3 separate regions of the Zea mays genome follow, and regions 1 and 2 are each linked to region 3. A link is a contact called in public Hi-C data. All regions are on one chromosome and are shown on one strand. Each heading gives the region's core, a stretch centred on a gene start, on an enhancer-like site or on the middle of the called end of the contact. The rest is flanking DNA. Distances are from core to core; before and after follow the strand shown. Region 1 holds the start of LOC103641402 (cytochrome P450 CYP99A1). Region 2 holds the start of LOC100383061. Region 3 holds the start of LOC103641401 (AT-rich interactive domain-containing protein 2).

Region 1 (3,705 bases), core at 133-2,632, 160 kb after region 3:
CCTATCCATAGATCGCTACTTTAACTCTTCTTCTGCGACGTTGCATGTCTAATGGTAACAATACGTAATCTCTTAGTACTTTCAAGTTTGTTGGGTGACGCGATAGATGAAACACTCACTAGTACAAAGAAGTTCTATAATGACGGTTGTGAACCTATTTTCACTGGCGTTTCTTAGAACCGTCGGTACAAGGGGCCAGTAGAAATCATCATTTTTATAGGCAGGTAACTGTGGACCGCCAGTGAAAAACGCTAGTAAAAATTATTTTCAGAAACATTAAACGAGTTTTAAAAACCATCTTCGTCGAAGTCGCGACATTATTCTGGCTACGCGGCTGTTAGGAATCGAACTGTCGACCTCACCCTCGCGCGTACCCTCCTCTACCACTCCGCCTATGGCATGCTTTGCATTTAAATTATAGTTTTTTTGTCCACATATTACAACCAACTAAGTGTAAATTGCTTGTTTGAGACCGTAAACAAATTTCAATAAAAAAGTTGTCAACTAAAAAGTTGAATAACTTTTGAAGTTCTACAACTTTCATTTTGACACTTTTTCATCTGAGATAGTTTGCAAATTTTGAATTTTAAATTTGACATACTTAGATTTAATTTTTAAGAACCGAAATCAGTTCAAATAAAAAGTTGTCAACTATAAAGTTTCATAACTTTTAGTGATATACAACTTTTATTTTGATAGTTTCATCATACAAGGTCGTTTGAAAAACTCAAAAAATTAAGGATAAAAATGATTTATAGTGGCGGTTCTATAAGAAAACCGCCACTAGAAATCGATTTCTATATGCGGTTTCTTAAGAAAACCACTACTACAAATCATAGATTTTTACAGGCGGTTTTCTTAAAGAACCGTATGTAGAAATACGATTCTAGTGACGATTTTCTTAAGGAACCACAGTTAAAAATAGCATAGGTGGTTGATAACCGAGTCCGCTTGTAAAATTATATCGCTCCATAGGTTTTGAGCCTTTTTTTCTACCAGTGACTGATGTAACATGACTCCGTCGCTGCCACAAAGTTATTATTGGCAGCATTATTCTTTCCTTTTATTATGTAAAAAATATTGGTTAGCATAGCAACGAGAGTAAAAAAAGTGATGTAACATGACTCCGTCACTGCCACAAAGTTATTATTGGCAGCATTATTCTTTCCTTTTATTATGTAAAAAATATTGGCAGTATGCGAGAGTAAAAAAAAGCCTAACGAAAGGAAGCACCGACAAAAACCTATTGTATTGGATAAAAGACAATGTCTCAAAAGAATAAAAAGAACAAGATGAGATGTCCACGTGAAACATATAATACAATACAGTTCAATTGTTTATGAAGCCGATGTGTGTCAGTCTGTCAGACAGACGTACATAGTGTATTCTAGTGCCCAATAATGCAAGCTTAGGCCGGGAATGCCATTATATATGAGCTGCTCTTCTTCCCCAGAGAAAAACAGGAAGGGCTCGTTCGTTTTGAGCGGATTGGGCCGTTCTTGGCCGTATTCTAGACAGAATTAATGAGTCTGGTTTGGAATCCGTAGAACTGTTCGTTTTGATGTTGGCCGGAAAGGAAACCACATGATTTTGAGTCAACCCTTCAGTCTTTGGCCTGGAACAAACACGGACAATCCACCTTCTAGATTGGTTCCCAGCCTAGAAACGGACGAGTGACCAGGAATAAGTGTCCACTCAATCCTGGACTGGATTGGTTACTGATCTGTTTTTGATCCACGTCTGCCGAACGGGGCCGAAACGAATGCGAACTATGCCATCAACATGGAACTAAACTCAGACACCCTCCTCTTCCTAACTACTATCATCTCAGCGGCTATCCTTGTTGTGTGCTCACTTAGCCGCCGCAAACCTTCACCAGGCCCCAAGAAGAAGCGGCCTCCAGGCCCATGGCGTCTCCCCTTGATCGGAAACCTCCTCCACCTAGCCACCTCGCAGCCGCACGTCGCGCTACGGGATCTGGCCAGGAAGCACGGACCCGTCATGTACCTGCGTCTGGGCCAGATCGACGCCGTCGTGATCTCCTCGCCCGCGGCGGCACAGGAGGTGCTCCGGGACAAGGACGTCGCCTTCGCGTCGCGGCCGAACCTGCTCGTGGCGGACATCATCCTCTACGGAAGCATGGACATGTCGTTCGCGCCGTACGGCGCTTACTGGAGGATGCTGCGCAAGCTCTGCATGTCCGAGCTGCTCAGCACACACAAGGTGCGGCAGCTCTTGGCCGTCCGTGACAGCGAGACCATTTCGTTGGTCAGGAAGGTCCGGGCTGCCGGCGGCCAGAGCGGAGAGCCGGTCAATCTGGGCAGGCTGGTTTTGTCCTGCTCGATGGCGATCACCGGCAGGGCGACGTTTGGGCAGCTGTGCGGCGACGAGCTCATGTCGGTCGTCGACGTGGCGGTGCTGTACGGTGGCGGGTTCTGCGCCGGGGACCTCTTCCCGTCCCTGTCGTTCGTGGACGTCGTCACTGGGTTGACACGACGGCTGTGGCGAGCGCGCCGGCACCTCGACGGCATATTTGACAAGATCATCGCCGAGTGTGAGGCACGGCAGCGACAGGCGAAGACGACGACCGGGACAACGAACGGAGATGGCGACGGCCTTCTCAGCGTCTTGCTTAGGATCCGAGACGAGGGGGAGACCGGCATCAGCATGACTAGTATCAAAGCAATCTTATTTGTAAGTGCGGTGAAATATATATATGGTGCTGCTGAATCTTGTCTTTCTAGTTCAAAAAGTCAATTCTTGCTCATCGATCATCAGGACATGCTCGCCGGCGGGACGGAGACCACGTCGTCGGCCGCGGAGTGGATCATGTCGGAGCTGATGAGGAACCCGGAGGCAATGGCCAAGGCGCAAGCCGAGGTCCGCCGAGTGCTCGACGGCAAGAGCCCGCAAGACCACGAAGGGCAAATGGACAAGCTCAGCTACACGAGGATGGTGGTGAAGGAGGGCCTGAGGCTGCACCCGGTGTTCCCTCTCCTTCTTCCTCGTCTCTGCCGGGAGACGTGCGACGTCGGCGGCTTCGAGGTGGCCCAGGGCACCAAGGTCATCGTCAACGCGTGGGCGTTGGCGAGGAGCCCCGAGCATTGGAAGCATCCGGAGGAGTTCTGGCCGGAGAGATTCGCCGACGACACTAGCGTCGCCGCGGCGGCGGACTACGTAGGGTCTCAGTTTGAGTATATCCCGTTCGGGAGCGGCAGGAGGATGTGCCCTGGAAACACCTTTGGCCTCGCCGCGCTGGAGCTCATGGTTGCGCGGCTGCTCTACTACTTCGACTGGAGCCTCCCGGATGGAATGCGGCCTGACGAGCTGGACATGGACACCGTCGTTGGTTCGACCATGCGGAGAAGAAACCACCTGCATCTGGTTGCGTCACCGTGCAAGGAGATCGAGAGCTGATGTTGGTGTTGTTCTGATTTACTGAATAAAAGCTGTCACTTTTGATATATTGTTATCATTTTCATAAAAAATACACTTCCTCGATGCACCGATACAAAACGGCTAAAAGGCTGCAGGACCATATATTTTTACAGGCGAATTCGGTTATCAACCGTCTATTTTATTTCTAGTGACGGTTCCTTAATAAACCGACACTAGAAATCGTATTTCTACATACAGTTTCTTAAGAAAACCGCCGGTAAAAAGCAGTTTTCTTAAAGAACCGTATGTAGAAATCGATTTCTAGTG
Region 2 (3,402 bases), core at 507-3,006, 190 kb after region 3:
TCTTTGAAGAGTTTGTGTGTGCGAAGGTAGGTGGTGCCCACTTTAGGCTGCCAAGGTTCTAGGGATATGTGACAATTAAGAGTTTTTGTGGGAGCCCTCGGTGGCCCGATGGTGCACCCTCCTCGTGTTCTCCTTATGTTGCCTGATATGGCGAGGATGACTCCAAAGGTATATCTCGAGTTGTAGACGGTGACCTGAGTAATCAGTTCATTCTTAATTTGTTGTTGTTGTTGCCGAAGTTGTTATATTGGTGGTGGAAAAGGTAAGGCGAGGTGTGGATTTCACATTTAAGGCGGGGTCTGCAGGTTTGTTACTATGTAGGATTACAAAGGTGCGCGACTTTGGTGGTGAAAAGTGTAATGGTTGCCGTCGAGCGAAAGGGTCTCTAGCCTAGTTAGTTAGGTGGTCTGAGTAGCCGTGGGAGAGAATTTCAGGACGGGGTTAAAAAAATCACCTCGTCTGTCCCACGCCAAAACACAGGCCTAAGGTCCGGCCCCGGTCGCGATCGTTCTCACATGGGCTACAGCACAGTTGTGTATTAGTGGGATAGGGGTTTGGGGGGTTTTCTTGACCTGCATGAGGTCTTCTTCTTAGTTGTAATGCCATGGGGCGGTCTTAACCCCCGCAGATCGAGTTTTTTTAATGGTTGTCGTCGAGCTGATTGTTATAGGTTTGGTGTTGCTGGTTCGAAGTTGGGTAATTGTGGAAATGGTGGTAGGGGTGTTCCGTAGTTGACAAGGGTGCAGTTGTATGGTGAGTTGGGTGGGATTATCCAGGGGTTTTGGGTGTGATTGACAGGTTTTGGCGCAGAGGTTGATTGCCGAGATGCTGCAGATGCTAGGCATCGAAAACCAATTGAGAAAAATGCATCGAACAGAAAATTAATGGTGCAAGGGAGACTGGTTGGGAGAACTGAGAAGCTATTTGAGGAGGTAAAGGATTTATGTGTCAATCGTTGTTATTGTCCCAAATATGGAAGATGTACTAACTATTAGAGGTTCAAGGTATCGAGCACAACAGCAGGTAACCTACTACCATCATTCAGCCATGAATGCGCTCCACGGTGGGTTAAAAGAAAATCTCCAAATGCTTTCACTAGCAGGTCAAATAGAGGTAAAACTGGGGCAGGAAAACCGATTCCACAAACAACTAGATGATAATTAGTACCCATACAGTCACAGAATTTTAGTCAGCCTACATGCAGGTGCGGGGAAAAAACGCACACAATGACCTGGCCCTATCGAATTGAATGCATAAGACTACCAAGGCGAATTAACTGGGATTGGGTCTGTAGCGATGGGAGGTACTCCATGAGCTCACCTCCTGCCGAGACTGGGGGCCATCCGCCCCGATCCGAGCACCGTTAGGACTCGCTACATCACACCATTGGGCCTCCCTACGCTGTCATCCCTACACGGGCAAGCAGAAGCGGTCAAGCTCGTTGCTTCGATGGGGCCCCTTAGTGCAGCGACACTAGACGTAGTAGAAGGAAAGGAGTAGGCCGTGCTTCTCACCGCTGCACCTCCAAGATTCTTTGAGATCTTCATCCACGGTCGCAGTTAGGATGGCTAGGGGCGTGGGGAGAGTCGAGGGGTGCCGCCGATGCCGAGATTTGGATCTTAGCCGAGATGAACGGCCGCCATCGATCCAGGTGAGGAGGTGGCTCCTGCTAGCCTCGCTCATCGTCGAGCAGCATTTGCCGTGGGTTGCAATTGCAAGGCGGCAGCGAAGCGCCCGACGAGGAGCACCGGACAGCACGGAGGAGAAGCGGTGGGTCAGGACTATACGGGGGGCATGGGTGGACAGTGTAAAATTGAATGACACTTTTTGATATTATTTGTAGAATAAATTTTAAAATAGTAGGTAAGATAGATGATGAGAAATAAAGAATATGTTATAGTTTCTTAGCCCCAGCTACGATAGAATAATATGCATCTTCTGTCATTTTATTGGACGTTTTTGTTGGATTTGAACGCGCATCGGGTTACTTACCTTCTACAACCTTCTCTCTTTGAATTCATCTCTCAAAATAAAAAAGCTTCTTTCTTCTGGATTTAGTGTTCATATTAGCTTCCTTCTCAAAAGTAAGTATACCGAGCATTCATCTCTGGCTCTAGCATTCTCTCTATCATACTGTCTATCTAACTCTTTTCAAGCTCTGCTATGTAAATGGTAGATGTATGTTTTTTCTGGAGATAGCCTAAAGCTCTGTTTTATACTGCTTTAGCTTTAAAAATTATGAAGTTGGCTAAGCGAGTAAATAAAAGCTTTAGAAAATCGTGAAATTAAAGTAGTTAACTTTTAGAAGACATTTAAATGAGTTATTTTGTTTATTATTTAGATTAAAAATAATTTTTTAAAAATATTTAAATTTATATTATAAACTCTAACTTCACACTGAAGCTAAAACCTAGAGCAGTCATAAACACTTAGTAAAGATCAGATTATACAAGAATCAAGCTCTATTTGTATTCATTTTTAATTAAACCTAATTAAGGATTCAAACTAATCGTGAAACATTTAAATCGAGATTTATTACCACCCTAGTCGAGACTCACGGCTAGAAGGTTGTGAATAGACATGCATTTTCTAATAAACATGGAGCCCGGAGGCACGATAAGGCACGCATCAATGATCCTCGAATTTAGCCTGCTGTGCTACTTAGGTTCACAAGCTCTTGAAACTCGAAAAATAGATGTTATAATTTGGTTGGCCCATTTAAAATCAGGTTTAATCAAATTGGCGCTGGGGGCGTACTAATGGAAGTGTGGGACCCAAGTGATGCAGCATGCCATGTTCGGATGACTCCAACGTGGCACGCCACGTCAGTATCCTGGATTCGAGAGTTTGAGGACGTAAGTGACATAACGTGACAAGTTCGAAGACCACTAATGTATTTTACTTTTTTTAAATCATTTTGTTGCACATTGTCAATATATTAAATAATGATTATCCATATTAGATCTAATGTCTCTTGTTGCCCTATGTATTTTGCAAAAACACCATCTAAGCAGAGTAAAAATGGTGGATGGTAATAGTGAAAGGTGGTCTTTACAAAATATAGAGCACAACCAGAAAATGTTAGATTTGGATGGATGACCATGATTTAATGTGTCATGTGCATCAAAGTATTATTTTACTCTATTATGACCCTAAAGAATGTGTCCACACCCTTTATGCCCCCATCGTGCCCCCGCCTTTGTCCCTCTCCCACGCTCGCGCATGAAAACAGCCACCCACGCCTACGGATCTCGCCTGCGCTAGTGCATGCACCCAGCACCTGCCATTGTCTCGTTCCCTCAACCATGCATGGACCAGCCCCCAGAGCCGACGTCGTAGGAGGCCACGACGGCGCGCTCGCGCCGGGCCCTAGATCGGTGGACACAAGTCGTTTCCGTTTGC
Region 3 (3,588 bases), core at 385-2,884:
TCTTTGAAGTAAACCTACTACCACGCTCATTAAGTACTCTCTCATTAGTGTTTAATGCGCGCTCATACAACTATAGTGATAGAAATTACATAAATACCCTTTGATATCTTCCTCAGGGTTGGATAACATACTGAAGCCACTTATCACCAATCCAACAACTTACACTCTTAGTTTCCCGAGATACCATTTCATCTTCTTTGTAGCAATCCAATTGTGATTTAAATCACACGATAGATAATCTTATACTTGCAACTCTTGCAATCATTAAATCACCTGAGGGTGTGTTCGGTTTTAGCTGTGAGTTGTGAAAAAACTATTGCGAGCTGTCCGCTGTGAAAAAGCTAATATGAGAAAAAGCTGATTGGCTTAAACTACTGAGTTGTACAATGTAAACAAACTCTATATTGTTTATATACAATGTAAACAGACTCTATATTGTTTATATGCGCTCTGTTTAATTATATCTCTTAATCATTATATTTAATTTAAAAAATAATTTCACATTTGTGTTCCTGATTTTTTTTAAAATAAAGTTTTTAATTCCATTTGTAATAAATTTTTTATTAAAAATATTTTTATTTCATTTATTATAATACTTAATTATTTTAATTCTATTTTAGTTTAAATTTATCATGCTTATTTATTAATATAATGAACTTCGATAAACATCAAAGTAGTGTTCATGGTGCTTTCAAATTTGTACTAAAGAAAAGTTGCTTTTTTAATGTAGCTGCGAAAAAATTGAATCCATTTGGTTCAGCTTCTGCTTTCTTAAAGTAGAAGTAGATTTTAAAAGCAGAACCAAATACACCCTAATAAATCTAGGATTTTAGTAGCCTTATCCTCACAAATCTGATAGGTTTTACGAGTTAGCCGCTACAAGACACATCAGCAAGCTCATTTTTTTAAAAGAACAAGGTTCTAGAAGGATTGTAATGCCTAACAGGCAACTAATACTTATCAAATTTGGTTGTTATACTAACCGACATCTCTTCAATCTTTAGATTTTAAGATTATTCTTAGTGCATAGTTTTATTAGATAATTTCAATAATGTCAAATCAATTTTAACTACGAAATGCATCTTGAGTTCCATTTAAATGAGACTCCCTCATCTCGTATAAAACTTTCTTTATCTCTCTACTTATTATATCATCGTTATGTCATCGTATTTTCTTATGTGTCAGAATATTTAATGAAGATAAGCTCAAATAAAATTATCTTCGCCAATAACCTAATATCTGATATCATGTCACCATTGCCATCTTTAGGGCATGTACAGTGGAGAGACACCAAAACGGTTCTCCAAGCACAGGAGACAACTAAGAGACTCTATTGTACAATGGAGTGTCTATAAACGTAGTCTATTAATAAATACAGAATTAAATGTATTTGTATAGCATCAGATCGATAGAACAGACGACAAATTCGTACAGTGGGAAGTGAGACGTCTGTTGCTACTTGGTTTACGAGCCAGAGGCGTCTCTTCACGGAGAGACGGCTCTAAGATTTTTTTGCAAATAACCCCCTTAAACACCTTAAGAGACTCCACATTAAACACCACTGTACATGCCCTTAGCATTCAGGTTTGCAATGGTAAAAATTACTATCATTGGGACCAGCGCTTAGTTAGCATTTTAAGTGGTCACTTAATTTTTTATTCTAAAAGATATGAGATATGACCATTGAAGATATTTTTAGTACTCAACACATAACCCATCTACTACTCCCATCAAGGCGACAAAGCCATCACAGGCCCACATAAAAATCCTCTGTATCCTATGCATCGAACGGACACAACAAACCTTCAAATTTCATTCAAAAACAGGAAGGTTAAAAGAAAAAAAACATAAATCCACACTAAACGTTCTATCTATACTCAACCCACAGCCAAAAAAAAGGCAAAACAAAGGAAAAAAAAAGGAGAATATGCGCCACCGCGGCCAACCGTCGTGACCTCGCCGCCGGTCACCGGTCCATGGACTCCGCCGCCAGCGTCCTCGCCATCCTCAGCAAGCTGCAGTCCCTCGGCTTCTGCGCCGATCTCCGGGTCCCCGACGCCGTCGCGGCCTCCGACCCCTCGGAGGCGTTCGACGCCGTCCTCGCCACGTTCCTGCGCGAGGCCTACACCGGCGGCCGCGAGGCGCGGCCTATCCCCGTGGCTCTTGGAAATGGACGATGCGTTGACCTTCTCCGCCTCTTCCTGGCCGTCCGCGCTGCAGGGGGCTACGCCGGCGTGCCCAACACTCCCGGTGGTTGGGCTGCCGCCGCCGAGTCTGCTGGCATTGACTCCGCCCTCGCGGCGCCCGTCAAGCTGGTCTACGCCAAGTACCTTGGTGCCCTAGACCGCTGGATCCAGAGGCTCGTGGAAGCACATGGGCCCTTCTTGGACGGCGACATGAGGAAGAGGCAAGAGCTGTTCATTGGTACCGATGGAGTGGAGGGAGAAGAAGGGCTCCTGGGCTACAATGGGAGGGAGCAGCGGCATGTGATGCTTAAGAGGAAGAGGGGGGACGTGGTTGGGATGTTGGGTTGGGTGAGGGAGATGGCCGAGAATGCTGGCAATGATGTTGCTGTCTCTGCTGGGTCGTCGGCTGAGTGCTTCTCAATGGCATTGGCGGTCAGGAAGATGGTTACCACGAAGAAGGCTCGCCGAGCAAGCATGTTGGACGCCTCACTTTTTCAGGTGATTTCAATACCTTTGAAGAGTTTGTTGGCAAAACGTTTTACAATTTGACGTTAACTCATTGCATTTTAATACCCCCTTCGTTCTAAAATAATATTCGTTTTAGCTCTTGCTTTTTATGTCCATATTCAAGTGGATGAAGATAAATGTAGACACATAAATAAAACACATACATTAAGTATTTTTTTTCTCGAAAGAGCGCAGGAGGACTGCGCACCCATATATTAAAGTAGAGGGAAAATAAAGGGCCATAAGGACCTAGGTACAAGCACTCCTTATGGAGGCCAGAAACAAGCATACACAAAGCTATCCATAAAACTGGACAAAAAACACTACAGCCCTAGGAGCTAGGTAGTTTGGCTGGCAAAAAAGGAAAGCCCCTTGGCACCAGCCAGCCGCCACGTCTCCTGTTCATCCTCAGCAGCTTGAAGAAGGAAGGAGATAGAGGGGGTCCTTCCATCGAACACCACCTTGTTCCTATGATTCCAAATCATCCAGGCCCCTAAAGCAACAAGGGAGTCCAGTCCTTTCTTTCTCATGTTGAGGACCTGAGCCGAGGAATTCTCCCACCAACCAAGGAAGGAAGGCTCCACTTGCTGAGGGGATAAGCTGTGTAACCCAAACTTTCTCAAAAGCCTATACCAGAAAACTCTTGAGAACACACAGGAAACCAGCAGGTGATCAACGCTTTCAGGTTCTTGATCACAAAGAGGGCACCTAGCCGGATGGTTCATGCCTCTTTTCTGCAGCCTATCAGCAGTCCAGCATTTATCATGTGCCACCAGCCACAGGAAGAAATGGCACTTGGGTGGCATCCAGGATTTCCAGATTCTTTTGTGGTGAAGAAAGGAGCACGATCCCTGGAAGAGCCCTTCATAAGCAACTTTTGCTGAGTAGTTACCAT

What was found. A called contact is a pair of places that touch in the nucleus more often than the background predicts.
Region 1: a contact with region 3 is called in a Hi-C map of leaf, with 2.7 times the contacts expected there. The contact joins the promoter of LOC103641402 here to the promoter of LOC103641401 in region 3. A contact is called at or near these places in 9 of 25 Hi-C or Micro-C datasets (ear, leaf and tassel).
Region 2: a contact with region 3 is called in a Hi-C map of bundle sheath, with 2.6 times the contacts expected there. The contact joins the promoter of LOC100383061 here to the promoter of LOC103641401 in region 3. A contact is called at or near these places in 9 of 25 Hi-C or Micro-C datasets (bundle sheath, ear, leaf and 1 more).

Annotation. Positions count from the first base shown.
Region 1 is chr10:93,556,649-93,560,353 of Zm-B73-REFERENCE-NAM-5.0, forward strand. LOC103641402 (cytochrome P450 CYP99A1) reads left to right here and starts at 1,383. Exons shown (of 2, transcript XM_008664757.4): 1 at 1,383-2,694; 2 at 2,779-3,511. The coding sequence starts at 1,783. The coding sequence ends at 3,417.
Region 2 is chr10:93,585,486-93,588,887 of Zm-B73-REFERENCE-NAM-5.0, forward strand. It overlaps LOC100383061, which reads right to left and starts at 1,757. Exons shown (of 5, transcript NM_001175737.1): 1 at 1,515-1,757; 2 at 1,321-1,410.
Region 3 is chr10:93,396,806-93,400,393 of Zm-B73-REFERENCE-NAM-5.0, forward strand. It overlaps LOC103641401 (AT-rich interactive domain-containing protein 2), which reads left to right and starts at 1,635. Exons shown (of 2, transcript XM_008664756.4): 1 at 1,635-2,684. The coding sequence starts at 1,977.